Linked DNA regions of Mus musculus: regions 1 and 3 are each linked to region 2. A link is a contact called in public promoter capture Hi-C data. All regions are on one chromosome and are shown on one strand. The core of a region is the stretch at or near the end of the contact, and the rest is flanking DNA. Distances in the headings are between cores, read along the strand shown.

Region 1 (4,971 bases), core at 2,162-4,661, 2.8 Mb before region 2:
CATATACAGCAGAGGACTGCTGGGTCTGGACTCAGTCAGAGAAGATGCATCTAACCCTCAAGAGACTTGGGGCTCCAGGGAGTGGGGAGGTCTGGTGGGGTGAGGGGGAAATGGTGACATCCTCTTGGAAACCGTGGTGAGCGGAGGAAGTATGAGATGTGGAACAAAGAGTAGACCAGGAGAGGGATAAAGTCTGGACTATTAAAAAATAATAAAGAATTTTTAAAAAGAAAAAGAAAAGAAACAGGCTAGGAATTTTCATGTCACTTTCACAAGGATGGAGATGAGACCACACGCAGTCAGCTGACTGCAGAGGTTCTGTCTTAATGATTATGCTCCCGTGCCAATCGCTGCAATTTTCTGTCTCTTAAGATAGTAAATTCAAGGAACATGACTTCTTTCTATGATGTTATAATGACATTTATAACTCTGTTATAAGTTACTCTGGTCTGTCCTGAAATCACAGAATGAATGGTTATCTTATGCAGTTCTGTTTACTAGGTATATAAGCCACAACTACTACCATGCCAAAATGCCTCTTCCAAATAGAAAGAACTTAATAGAAGCCCCTTACTCTAGAAAACAGGAATTCAGGGCACTCAAGACACTTCACATAAGTAGAGGGAAGCCACCTGCAGCTTTCAGTGGGTAGGAGAAAGAAAAGTGGCCACACAAATGAGTGACAAATATACACAAATAAACATTAGGAAGGCTCATTCTGTAAAAATAAGAATCTCTTATTCTGTACATTTTTAGCTACTTAGGTGTACTTTTTTGTTTGTTTGTTTTTGTTTTGTTTTTCGAGACAGGGTTTCTCTGTATAGCCCCCTGGCTGTCCTGGAACTCACTTTGTAGACCACACTGGCCTCGAACTCAGAAATCCACCTGCCTCTGCCTCCCAAGTGCTGGGATTAAAGGCGTGCGCCACCACCGCCCGGCTTACGTGTACATTTTTGGTATTTCTTCCCAAGTGCTATTAAAACCAAATAAAACGACTTATTGTTAATAGCAGCTCATTTACAGAATTTTATGTAGGGTATTTTATAACCATACTTTTCTTGTTATTTATGTATATAAAGTTTAATCAGTGATCATATTTAATATAAATAAACATTCTTTTCTCGGGAACGAGTGCTGACAGCACGCACTGACTTACTGTAGCACCTTGGGTTTGGAGACCAGCCTTCTGCTGTGCACCTGATTTGCTCTTCTTGCTTCCCACTTTCGGTTGCATAGCCAGCCAAACAGAAGAATGATAGTTTTTTGTCTACGCTCATGGGGAAGTAAAAGCTTTTAAACGTATAATAATATTGGGCAATCCTTCCATTTTCCACGGTAGGAAAATCACACTGTTTCTCTGAAATGAGGAAAACTCAAGCTGAAAACAGAAAAACATTCAAAAACCCATAAAACTCATGAGGAAACAACATTTCTAAAAGGTTGAGGGGGTTTTGTTGCTTTTTTTGTTTTGGTTTTGGTTTTTGGTTTTGTTTGTTTTTGTTTTTTGTTTCGGCAGATCTTTCAGTTTGCACTTACTTTCATAACCTAAGTTTAGAAGTGATACTGTCTCAGTCTAAATATCTAATATAATGCCCACTGCTCTTTATATAAACTGGCAATTCGGAACAGCTGTGTTACTCAGAGTAACTGACCGGTGACTTCTTGGAAGCTTGTCCTTGCTTTGTAGAACACTCTCATAGATACACCATGTCATCCCACATGCAATTTTAACACTTCTGAAAGTTACACTGGTAAGAGTAAAAATAAAAATGAATGCTTACTTTGCTTTAATAATAGGGTTTATTTAATCTAATATGTTAAAGTGTTCTATATTCTTTGTTCACACTTTTTAAATCCAGCAGGCCTTCCATTCACAGATCAGCTCTGCTTGGATCAACTGTTTCAGTGCTCAGTAACCATGCAGTTGATACTCTGTATTGGCAGGGAGTTGACTCCAAGGCTCCCCATAGATGCCAAAACCCATGGATGATCAAATCTTTTACATTCAGCGATTAAAATTTTGCATATAGCTTACACACCTCCACTAGTTTAGACTAGTGGTTCACAACCTTCCTAATACTGTGACCCTTTCATACATACAGTTAATGTTGTTATGATCCCTTTACCATAAAATTATTTTGTTACTTCCTAAGTATAGTTTTGCTACTGTCGTGAATCATAATGTAAATATTTGATATACAGGACATCCGATACATGACTCCAAAGGGGTCATAGCTCACAGGTTGTGAACCACTAGTTTAGACAATCTTCCAATAGAGTGGGCTTGATAGACGCCTATAATTTCAAATCATTTTCAAAAGGGTAATAATGAATGAAAGAACCTAGTTGCATATAAGCCATGTGACTTGTTTGAGGAGGCAAAGTGTCCCATGGTAATGAAGTCAGAATGGTTACCTCCATGTTCTGCTGCCTTAGAAAGAAAATAATGATAATGTCAGCCAGAGCTGAGAAAAACAAGACAAAATTATAGTCACCACACCATTGTCAGCATCTAGTGAAACACACACAGTCAAGTTCCCAAACATTCTAGTATTTCCCATGCATAATCACACGTTTACCATGGTAAGACCCAAAGTAGCTGCTATGGAGGACAGTGATGGCCACAAGGGCCACTGCTCTGGAAAGAAGAGACAACACCAACCAATGGGCTCACTGTCCTGGCTGATACATCAAATCTGTAGTGTTGATATCTCTGGACAATTTGATTTATAGCATTATTTTGACAGACTCATATCTCTCACTGTCTCCCAATATCCCTGTTTCTATAATCAACAATATTGGCATCAAAATAATCCCTATGTAATAACTCCAAAGAAAATAGAATCATGAGGAGAAACCTTGCTAGTGATTTTGTTCTTTTTCAAATTTCCCACATTATATTCTCTCCTCTTAAAAAGAGGAGAGAACTAAACTTATGCAAGTGTTACTATTATGCATAGATCCTTGCCTAAAATTATAATTAAGGCAAATATGTGACTTTCAAATTGACCAGATTACCAGCATTATCAGCATTAATTTGGCGAATAACTAATAAACCAGAAAACACTTTAAAGTAGTTAGACCCTGGCTCCCCGTGCTCCCAAATCTAGAGAAATAAAGGATTCCAAAGAAACATTATCAAGATGTTTAAACAAGTTACTTTTATGTAAAGCATGCATTACAAAACTGGCATGTGAAAGTGAAATATTAGGTCAAAATTCAAGAACTATGATACTTAGATGACACTTAGACTCTCTCTTCTCTATATGTATTTTAGAGAATAAAGAGTAATAAAAGAATTTTACCTTCTGCATAGAGTTCTCCTGAGAGGATTAATAAAAGAATAAATGGCAAGTGTCTCAGCGTCATCATCAGTGTGTCTCATGAAGATTTTTACAGCTCTAAAGCACCCAGGATCTCATTACTAAATACTCAATACTTCTCTTGACAAAACAAGTTAATAATTACAATGTCTGTCTAAGTACCTTTGGAACGAGGTAACATTTTACTTAAACTAGTCTCAAATAATTGAAAATATTGTGCCAGTATTAGCTGACAATAATTTTCTGAGTTTAATAAGAACATATGAGGCAACATAGGCAAAAAAATGACAGCAGCATAAATAATGAATACAGGCCAAATACGGAAGGGTATATTTCAAGTCAGAGTCACAACTATTTATTCCTAGGGCAAAGTCTACCTGCTCGCTGCTGTTTACAAGCTTTGAACTGAGCAAAGATGAACTTAGAGAGCATGAGGCAGTGGACACTTGATATGAAAATACATTGTTTGGCCTGTAGTCTCCCAAATTATAAATGATCTTCTCTTAAAGTATGACAGCAAATTATAAAAGCAGTAAGGCACAATATGTGCTGTATTTGGGTATTACAGTATTACTCACTTATGAGAAAGTTTTGAATGACCACTATGGACAAGTTATAAAGACCCTGTCTCCACAGCCTAAACACTTTCCTGACCTAGCCAACTCAGTCAGTCTTCAAGGTCTCAAGTGAGGGAGAGAGGATTGAAAAAGAAAAACAGCTAGACAAAATTATAGCGCGACTCCAACCTGTACTGAGGCTGAGGCAGGTTTATTTTTCTCCAGCCTGCTTTTATACCTTTCTAGCAACATTCAAAAAACATGGTCGGTTCTTAGATCAAAGACAAAGTAATCAAGCAAAGTAGTAAACAAGGAGATCACACAAGAAAGCAGTCAAGCAAAGTAGTAAGCAAAGAGATCACACAAGATAATAATTAAGTAAAGCCCCACGGTCCGTGTTTCTAATATTCTTATCTGAGCCTACTTCTTGTCCCAGCCCAGTGACAAATGTCAAGTTCTTAGAAGCTGCACCAAAAGCTCTCAACTCTTTTCACCTAGGCTTCACCTCTGAAAACTATTGTGTTACAGAACTTTGGGTCCTACATGTGATTATTCGGAATATATATTCAAAGCATAGCAGTGCCCAGTATTAAACTGCTGCCCCAACCTTCTGGTCTTTGCTGTGGTATATTGATTAGGTTCCTTATTTAACATATCTTTGTATCTCAAGAGCAAGTCCTAGTTGGTGGTATACACTCCATTCAGTGCTCTCCTGCGTTTACTAATTTCCTGTTTGTGCTGGTGTCTGTTCATCAGGAATAGCCTTGTCCGGCTTTGGTATCCTGTGATGCTGGCTTTACTGAAGGAGTCTGGAAACTTCTTTGCTTCTTTCTGGACACAATGAAAGCAAGGTGGTTCTAGTTGATCTCAAAATATTTGGGAGAAACCGCCATCTAGAAAAGGTCTTTAGATTTTCTGTTCTTAATTTCTTGTTCAGTTTAAGTCTGTTCTAATTTGTCTAATTTTTGTTTTGTTTTGTTTTTTTCTGATTCAGTCTTGACAGGTATTTTAGTTCTTTGTGTCTTCGCTATGACTGATTCTCAGCACTCAAAGAAAATGTGTTTCTTAAGTTCACAGTTCTGAAAGCCCAA
Region 2 (4,955 bases), core at 375-2,874:
CTACCCTAACACCTCCCAGGACACTGACTCCTTAACATAAGCCCCAGGACCTTAACACTTCAGCCACACTCGTAGATGGTCCAGACCATCGGTGCTAACTGTTGAATATCTATGTGTGTTGCTCTCTCAAGAAGAAAAGTCCCTAAGATAGTTTCCAAAACCTTGGGAAGCACTGGGGAGGAAGGCTGGACTTTCTTCCCTTCCCAGCACCTCCCCCGCCCGCCCTCCCCCCCCCCCCCCCGCACACCACCCCCACATCCTGCACTCTGCCAAGCCCCCCACCCCACCCCCCACCCCCCCGCCGGCACACCCCAAGCAGGCTTACCACCCTCCACCTTGCTTTTCTTTTCTTTTCTTTTTTTTTAATTTATGAAACGCTTCACAAATTTACATGCCATCCTTGCAGCAGGGGCCAGGATGTATCATTCCAATTTTAGTATATGTGCTGCCGAAGTGAGCACTCTTTTCTTTTTTTTAATTAAAATTTTCTTTTTGAGAATGTCATACATAAATAGTTTCCTCCCTAATTGGGAGTCCCAGTGCTATTATTAGTTTTGGGTTGGTTTTTTGTTTGTTTGTTTGTTTGTTTAGTTTTTCGAGACAGGGTTTCTCTGTATAGCCCTGGCTGACCTGGAACTCACTTTGTAGACCAGGCTGGCCTCGAACTCAGAAATCCGCCTGCCTCTGCCTCCCGAGTGCTGGGATTAAAGGTGTGCGCCAGGTTGTTTTATTTTTTTAAGTTTTTTGCTCTTTTTGTACTGGGACACAGAGCTACACATCAGCCTCAAAAGGCTAGTTTTTCATATCTAATGCATCACAGAACTCTCTAGAATCTCCCTATTTATACTGCAGTGTCACCTACACACACACATACAGTGAAGTCATACATCTTTACGTGCACAGCACCAAGAAACTAGAAACATCTAACATCCTATCTGTGAGAAATATGGAGAATTCTTACACCACAAATTCAAAAAAGGCAAAGAAAACACAAAACACATATAATTTGGGGTTTCCCATACGTTCCTGGATCAAAAACAACATCTAAGGTTGCTATTTTAAAGCCAAATTAAAGTGTTGATGTATATGTGTGTGTGTGTGTGTGTGTGTTTATGACAGGAAACGTCCCTAACAATAACACTTTATTTCCTGCAAACTACAAATAAATTCCATGCATTCCCATGCTTACTTTGCTCTGGAGCCCAGGGCCACTGACTCAGAGTCCGAGACCTCCTGTGTCATTGAGAAGAAAGTTTCTGTTAGGGCCCTAAGGTCTTTCTCAATGTTTTGAACCACTTAACAAAGAATTTGACAAACTGAGATACGTGAAACCTTAGTCACCAAGGACGGCTTCTACGACCTCAGTCTACAGGTATTTTTACCGAGCCATCCCTGAGTCACCAGGCTCTGTAAAAAACTCCAGTATGATCTTGTTTCACTAACCTTCACATCTTTTCCTAACGGAGCTTGCCGCCGGTGGTCACGTGGTACTGATCCTCTTCCTTTTCGGGGCGCAAGCAGCAGAGATTCAAGGCAGTCCGGTAGCCCGATCCGCACCCACACAAAAGTGTTTGGTAATCGCTAACTAAACAAAGAGGAAACGGCCAGGCCTGAAGCCACATTCCCAAACTGATTCCTCGGAACATTCCTCCTTAGAGGTGCCTGCTGACCCAGGGCGGTGGCTAACCCCCTGCTGTGCACAGGAATCCACCAGGCCCACATCTTACAAGCCTCTCACTCAGCGGTCCCCAAACTTACTGGACACTCCCTTTTCTCTAGCATCGTCATTAACATTCCACCTGTACCTTAGGCCTTGCCTGTCTGGTCAGTTCTGCTGAATTCACAGCCCCAGGTATTGTGGGTAATTATCCCTTGCTTACTCCAGGAGTAGTCAGAAGTCAGGATGTCCGTTTGTTTTTGATGGAGGGGACTGGGCCTCAGGCATGCCTGGCTTTCCTCTACCACCGAACTTCCTACCTGTTAGAATTTATGTCCTTTGGTGGGAAATGCTCAAATCCAAAATCCATTGGTCTGTCACTACCAGTTTTCCAGGGGAGACAGGGTGAGGTAGCCTCGCTTCCTACTCACCTCTTTCCTGGCATTACAGAATATGCCAATTCCTTGGCCTGGCACTTGACCTACATGACTGAGAGCTTACAAACAGGAGTTGCAGTCTGAATTCAGAGTCCAGTCTCCTCTGTTTAATAGACCTTGGGCAAATTGTTTCACCTCTCTGAGCTTCAAGGTTTCTATCTGTGAAACAGAATAAAAGGTACCTGGCTTTTGAAAGAAAGGTTTTTTTCTAGAGCAGATTAAATTGGCTACGTAGCCGGGCAGTGGTGCCACATGCCTTTAATCCCAGCACTTGGGAGGCAGAGGCAGGCTGATTGCAGAGTTCAAGGCCAGCCTGGTCTACAGAGTTCCAGGACAGCCAGGGCTATACAAACCCTGTCTCAAAAAAAAAAAAAAAAAAAAAAAAAAAAAAAAAAAAAGTGGCTATGTAAAGCCTGAAGTATGCTGGCTCTGGGGCACACGCCCTAAGTGCCAAGAGCTGGTTTTCCGGTGCCCTTGGCCCATCTTTAGTTAATACAGCTTTAACACCTGGGACAGAAGACAGAGGAAATGGAAAGTTGGGCTGGAAGGGGAAGAGGGCGCCTGCGGAAGCATTTTACAATGTGAAGTGAGGTCAGAGGCACAGACACAAAGATCAAAGCCTCGCAAAGTAGGAGGTGGGTGTGTCCCAGTCTGAGGAGCCAGGTCCTACCTCCAAAACCTCCCCGCTGCACTAAGCACCCAAGGATGGGACCTCTTCCCTTTCTCCCCTCACAGTCACCAAAGGCCATCGCAACCAAAGGATGAGAGCTGAGGGCAGGCACCGAATGCACTTCCCTAACCACAGAGACAGAGTTAAACATTGTTTTAAAAGGGGTGTGCTCAGCAAGTATTTGTCGAATAAATAAAAGCTTTGCGTGAAGGAGAGTTAAGTATGCCCGTGACTAACTGAGATTAAAGAAGCATTGGGGACTGCCATTTCTCTTCACCCTGAGAGGAAGAGTTAAGTTTATGGTTCAGGACATAATGTCTGCTACTGATAACCAGCTCTGTAGAATGAAAGCAATCATAAACAATATGTAAATGACTAATGCAGCTATGGCCAGTAAAACTATATTTGTTTATATATTTATATAGATGTGTATGTTTGGGTATATATATACATATGTATATATATATGCAAAAATGAATATACATGCAGAATCACACAGAGAGATTCAACGTTTGAATGATCTCATATGTTAAGACTTAGGATTTTGGGGCTGGTGAGATGGCTCAGTGGGTAAGAGCACCCGACTGTTCTTCCGAAGGTCCAGAGTTCAAATTCCAGCAACCACATGGTGGCTCACAACCATCCGTAACAAGATCTGACTCCCTCTTCTGGTGTGTCTGAAACAGCTACAGTGTATATTACATATAATAAGTAAATAAATCTTTAAAAAAAAAAGACTTAGGATTTCTTTTATTTATTTATTTATTTATTTATTTATTTATTTATTTATTTATACTCCAAAATTTATTCCCCTCCTGGCCCACCATCTGACTGTTCCACATCCCATACCTCCTCCCATCCCATCCCTGTCTCCACAAGGATGTCATCCCCCCACTCCCAACCCTGCCTCTCCTGCCTTAGGTTTTTCTAACCACTTAAAAACTTAAGAACCAAGCCGGGTGTGGTGGCACACGCCTTTGATCCCAGCACTTGGGAGGAAGAGGCAGGCGGGGATTTCTGAGTTCGAGGCCAGCCTAGTCTACAAAGTGAGTTCCAGGGTAGCCAGGGCTATACAAAGAAACCCTGTCTTGAAAAAAACAAAAACAAAAAAACAAAAAACAAAACACTTAAAAAAAAAAAAAAACAGCTGGGTCTGGGAGATTACAGGAAGTTAAGAAGTTGGAACAGGAGGATTGCTGTACATTCCAGACCACCCTGGGCTATAATATGGGACCCTGCCTCAAACAGACAAAAAAATGTAGAATCCATTCTTGGCTCACAAACCTTTATGAGACTAGGTGGTGATCAGATTTGACCCTGAGCCAAATTCTGCTTAGGAAATGACAGGAGATACGAAATTACAAGAGATACAACCATAAGGAAATGTCAACTGAGTATGTGCTATGTGCTGGGACCTGCTAAGTACTACTGATTGCCACAGTCCGGAAGAGAACCCTGCAGTCCCTGCCCTTAGGAAGCTTAGCGTTCTAAACAAACAAGATAGCTGGCTGGCTCCTTGGGAAGAGAAAAGGATCGGGCAATTACAGGCTCAGCTAGGCCAGGTCAGAGGTCTGCTCTCTCCTCTGTGGCCCCCAGATCCGATCTAATGCACTAGATCCCAGTGGGGTACCATCTCTACTCACAGCTGGTAGCAGCGGAAGCCAGGGCACAAACCTTGATTTGTCTCCAAGCCTGAGACTTGGCAAGAGTCAGGAGTCCCAGGTCCGAATCTTCCCTCTGCTGGATTCCTAGCCTCAGTTTCAACGACAGGAAGGACAGACAACAATCAGGGCTGTGGAGAATGGTGGTGCTCACCCAAGCGCCTGGCACGGTTTGATGAACATCAAGATGACTTCTCCCTCTTCCTTTCCTTCCTCTTCTCCTTCTTCTGCCTCTTCTTTTTCTTGTATATTTGAGGCAGGCTCTCACAGTGTAGCCCTGGCTGGCCTCGAACACACGCTCTGTAGACCAGACTGGCCTCAGACTCACAGAGATCCATCTGCCTCTGCCTCTCAATTAAAGGCATGGGGCAGCATTCCAGGGTCTTCTTCCTCTTCTTCTTCCTCCCCTTCTTCCTATTCTCCTTCTGATGGCTTCCACTATGCTGCTCAAGCCACCTTCAAACTCATAGGAATCCTCCTGCCTCAGTCTCCCGAGTGCTGAGGTTACAGACTGGTGCTGTGACACTCAG
Region 3 (4,675 bases), core at 208-2,707, 2.1 Mb before region 2:
TCCCTAGCCCCTTTCCCCAGCTTCTTCTCCTCAGCCTTCCTTCCAGATTGGGTTAAAGTTCCACGTGGAGCCGCCTGGGTGGAGGGAGGCGGCGGTGCCGCGGGGTGCTTCTCCAGCTTTCTAGACAGAAGCCCCGATGCTCGCCCGCAAGCCCGAGAAGTGGTGGTGAAGCCGAGACTGGCGAGCAGGCAGAGAGGAGCGGGAGCGGCCAGGCTTTCTTCCCTTTCGGATTAAGTTCCCGTCGCTGCTCCTGGCATCACGATCCTAGGACTCCCCCCACCCCCACCCCGTGGTCGTTTCAGTGAATCCACAATATCAGAGTATTGCGGTATTGTGGACACGTTTTAATGGGTCCAGAGGGAGGGGAAGGGCCGAGCTAACTAGAACAGAGGGCGACAGAACAATACCATCTCTTGTGAGGAGCAGTCTGCCATCCTGCCTGTTAGTTCTCACTTCCCCGCCTCCACCCAGAGCCTCTTTCACACCCTTCTAAGTGTGTGGAACACTAGCGGCTATTGCCTCGTCGTCCTACCCTAGTCGGGCATCCAGCTCACCCAAGACCTGTGCACGGTGACAAATTCCAAAGGGGACTCTAGAATTCCAAGTTTACCTTCAATCTAGAATTAGGTAAAAGAGTAACCCGCTCCACGGTCAAGGTTCTGTTAAGTATACAGTCTACAAAAGCATGTCCTGGCCTGTACACTCGAAAAATTTACTATATATATGTATATATATATATAGTAAATATATATATTTCCAAAAGTATTACTCAGAAAAGTAGGCTCTCCACGCCCCTTTTTCACTTTGGTGGACGTCTCAGAGCCTGGTGGCACCGCCTGCCCTCGGGGAGGTTAGGCAAGCAGACAACTGTCTGAAGAGTGCTTTTAATAAGTAAGTTAAGAAGAGATGGGGAGCAAGGGAGCATACATTAAAAGTACCGTTTCCGTGGAGTGATTCAAAGTCTGTGGGGTTTTTATACATTTCTGGTGACAGTCTTGTAAAACGGGGATTTAAAAAAGTCTGTAGATGAGAAGGAAACTTAAGGTTTGGAACTGATCTTCTGTGCACTCCTGGCTGGGGTCGGATAAACTAGGATCAAATCCAGGATGCGGACAATAAGGGCTCCTTTACCGCTTTGAAAACATGACTGTTGGGAACTCTTGGAAAGATGTATGCTTGAGGGTGTGTGTGTGTGTGTGTGTGTGTGTGTGTGTGCAGGCGCGCATGTGGGGAGGGGGTAAAGACCCCCTCCTTCTGCCTTTCCCCCAGTCCCCCACCCCTTTGTAATGTTTGTCCCTGCTTGCCCATCACCAGGGGGTTGAGAGGAGGTATGACAGGTCTTTGTTGTCTGAATAAAAATCCGTGGCAGCTCCAGGGAGAGGACTCCTCCTACTAAATTATCAAAAATGGGCTGGCTTTAGTCTCTTAACAAATTGGACACAGCTCCGGCTGGAGCAGTCCCCAACGCAACCTACAGGCACTGGGAACTTGCAGGCAGCCGGGGACCGCTGAATCTAGCACTTCGTTCTCTTTCTTTGTGTTCAAAACTATTTTTCTTTCTTCCTTAGATTTTGTTTTCCTCCCCCCCACTTCAACCCCCCTCGGCAGTTGTTTTCCATTAGTAACTCGATCTCTCGCTGCAGTTAGAATCGCCTGCTTTTCCCTCCGTCCGCGTTTGTTTGTTTTCTGCACATCTCCTTCTGGAAAACCCTGGATATCCCCCCCCCCCGCCCCCTTCCCCGTCGTTCTTTTGCCTCGGTCTTTTCCCTCTCAAGTAGAGCTATTTCTACTCTGTCGTTTTCTTCTTTCCTCTCTTGTCCCTGTTCCCCAACGCGTCTCTACGCTTCTGCATCGCGCAGCCCTGTGCGGTCGCTTTTGCTTCTTCACTCGAATGAACTGAGAGCCCCAGGCGTGTGTTTATGGAAATAGTGGGGTGCCGAGCCGAAAACAATTCGTGTCCTTTCCGCCCCCCAGCCATGCTCTTCCACGGAATCTCCGGAGGCCACATCCAAGGTATCATGGAGGAGATGGAGCGCAGATCCAAGACTGAGGCCCGTCTGACCAAAGGCACTCAGCTCAACGGCCGCGACGCGGTAAGGACCAGTCCGGGCGCGGCGCCCGGGAAACAGCGAGTCTCCCGGTCCGCCCAGGTTGGGGATGGCGGGTCCCGGGGACTTTTGCCTAGGGATGTTCGCAAGGTTTTCACGAGAGGCGTGCTTGCTAGGCAAGGTTCCCTTTCCGAATCGAGGTGTCTAAGATGTTGTAGTCCTGAGCTCTCCAGTCTTTGTATAGCAGCTGATCCCGAGCCGACAGGGCAGCGGGCCTTGGAAGGAGCGGGCGTGCTCCCTGCCAACCACAAACTCCAGTCTCCCGCGACCTGGCCGCCAGGCCGGATCCGCCCGCCCCCAGGGCAAGCCTTGGTGCAGTTAATAGGGGGACTACTTACCGGCCTGGCGTCCTTGCCCTGGGATAGAAGACAAGACCTTCAGAGTAGACCTCAACGTTCTGGTCCTTTTCCCATTCTTCGGAGCTCAGCACCCGAAACCAGAGATTGTTAGGGGCTCTGCAGGACAGTTCAGCTGCTCTGGTCGTCACAAAAATTGCGTTTCTCTTCCTTATGGGACCAGTGTATTGGATAGTGGGAAATCAAATCAAATAAAATGCGAAGGAGCGGGTCCCTAGTCTAAAAGCAAGAACATGAGCGCTACAACCTCAAGAGATGGAATCTACTATTGCGGTTCCTATTCGTAACAGCAGTTATTATGTCTTCGTGAAAATACTAGTAACCTAAACATGTCCCCCTTCCACGCACCAAAGGGGGAAAAAACTACAGAAGTCTGCGGAGATGATTCCGGGCAAAGAGTGCTTTGTAGACCCTCTGTATAACAGCAAGGACTGTAGCTCAAACTGACCCGAGAGGGCTCTAGACAAGAACAGCGAGGTTTTGGGATAATAGTCCACTGTCGCTATTTGTATAATTAATTCAGTGAGAATCCAATATCTGAGTAAAGGACGAAATTTATCCTTCCCATGCCCACCAGAATGTAATAAGGGAAGCCCGGACTGTTTCTGCTAGTCTGAGGAAAGGGTCCAGCGGTGAACTTTTTACTTGTAATGGCTACTTTATTTTAAAAGCGGCAACCACATCCCAACTGTGTTTCTCAGAATAAGTTTTACCGCCTTAGCTAGCCTCATTTGGGAACTAGGTCTTAGTTTGGGAATCAAAAATTCAAGATAATTATCTGTGCTGTTTGTGCTGGCTAGAGAAAAGAGCGAGTGTACGGAAAAGAATGGATGGGGCTCTTCTTTCAGGACAGGCACTTCACTTTCTCACCAAGGATAGGGCTAGGGCGACGGCCTTAACAGCAAGAGCTGTTAGGTATGTCCGAATCACAACGACGGCCAAATTATTCTGCCTATATAAATTAAAAAAAAAGGAATTATAGTATTGTCTGTGTATAAAAGATTCACGTACTTCAGAATTCTAGTTCTCAATAACAGTTTGTTATTTTATTTTGTGTATTATTTGAAAGTTACACATTTTTAGCCTTAGTTATTCTCCTTCTGGACCGCCCATCAAAACATCCTGTAGGCTCTCAGCAAGCTCAAGATGTTGAGATTTTTTTTTAGGGTCACAAGGCTAGGAGGATCAGGATGCTAGGAAGGGGAACAGAATGTTGAAAATGGGGGGAAGTTGCAAATGTTTCTGTGGCCCTTGTAATGGTGTGCTGTTTTGCGCTGGGGTTGCCGTTCTGCCAGGACGTCCCGGGTTGTGCGGCAACGCCCCGAACCCACCCTCAGCCTTGCCTTGTGCTTGTTTCACAGGGTATGCCCCCTCTCAGCCCGGAGAAGCCTGCTCTGTGCGCCGGCTGCGGGGGCAAGATCTCCGACAGGTACTATCTGCTGGCCGTAGACAAACAGTGGCATCTTAGGTGCCTGAAGTGCTGTGAATGTAAGCTGGCTCTGGAATCTGAGCTCACCTGCTTTGCCAAGGACGGTAGCATTTACTGCAAGGAGGATTATTACAGGTACTGCCCCCACCCCCAGCCCCTTCACACACTCCTCTGACCCAATTCACCAGATAGAACCACTGCGATAGAGCCACTGCGAGAATCCGGAGTCCCTTCTCTGTCCCTTTTTTTTTTTTGGCTCGGTCAGAGTACAGGTGTGTGTGTGTGTGTGTGTGTGTGTGTGTGTGTTGTTTTTCGTAAATGAGGGAAATTGCCTTAAAACTGTGTATACTCCATTGGTGAGGATGGGCGAGAAGGATCCCAGGGTGTAATGAGTTTTATCAGGGTTCTCAGCTCTTCACAGCATCCTCCGGAAAAATCAGGGAGAAGAGGAAATGGACAGGTATCAGGTGAAGGAGACAATATTTTGTTGTTGTTGTTGTTGTGTTTTGTGGTCCCCCTCAATATGAATTGGCCAGCTCCCCCACTTTTGGCCCAGAAAGCAGCAGCCAGGTGGGTGACAATGGTCCTGTAAATGCCTATGAAAAAGTCACAGAGGCCACTGTTCCAGAAATGGCTAGTCAGAACCAGATTGAAGGAAACAAAACAACAAAACAAAACAAAACAACAACAACAAAAAACCAACCAACCCATCAACCAAACAACCAACCAAGTAAACAAAAAAGCAGAGCAAAGGAAAACAAAAGGAAACAAACAATAAAGAA

Evidence for each region. Promoter capture Hi-C pulls out the DNA fragments that hold promoters and counts their contacts.
Region 1: a contact with region 2 is called in a promoter capture Hi-C map of liver, with 3 times the contacts expected there. The contact joins the promoter of F13b here to the promoter of Platr22 in region 2. A contact is called at or near these places in 1 of 39 promoter capture datasets (liver) and 1 of 115 datasets of contacts at active chromatin or transcription factors (embryonic stem cells).
Region 3: a promoter capture Hi-C map of hippocampal neurons shows a contact between it and region 2, with 3 times the contacts expected there. The contact joins the promoter of Lhx9 here to the promoter of Platr22 in region 2. A contact is called at or near these places in 5 of 39 promoter capture datasets (the 3T3-L1 cell line, embryonic stem cells, hippocampal neurons and 2 more) and 2 of 9 other capture datasets (adipose tissue and liver).

Annotation. Positions count from the first base shown.
Region 1 is chr1:139,500,147-139,505,117 of GRCm38.p6, reverse strand. It overlaps F13b (coagulation factor XIII, beta subunit), which reads right to left and starts at 3,411. Exons shown (of 12, transcript NM_031164.2): 1 at 3,306-3,411; 2 at 1,157-1,357. The coding sequence starts at 3,372.
Region 2 is chr1:136,692,880-136,697,834 of GRCm38.p6, reverse strand. Platr22 (pluripotency associated transcript 22) reads right to left here and starts at 1,624. Exons shown (of 5, transcript NR_037986.1): 1 at 1,444-1,624. It also overlaps the pseudogene Gm24086.
Region 3 is chr1:138,839,226-138,843,900 of GRCm38.p6, reverse strand. Lhx9 (LIM homeobox protein 9) reads left to right here and starts at 1,457. Exons shown (of 5, transcript NM_001042577.1): 1 at 1,457-2,093; 2 at 3,826-4,028. The coding sequence starts at 1,920.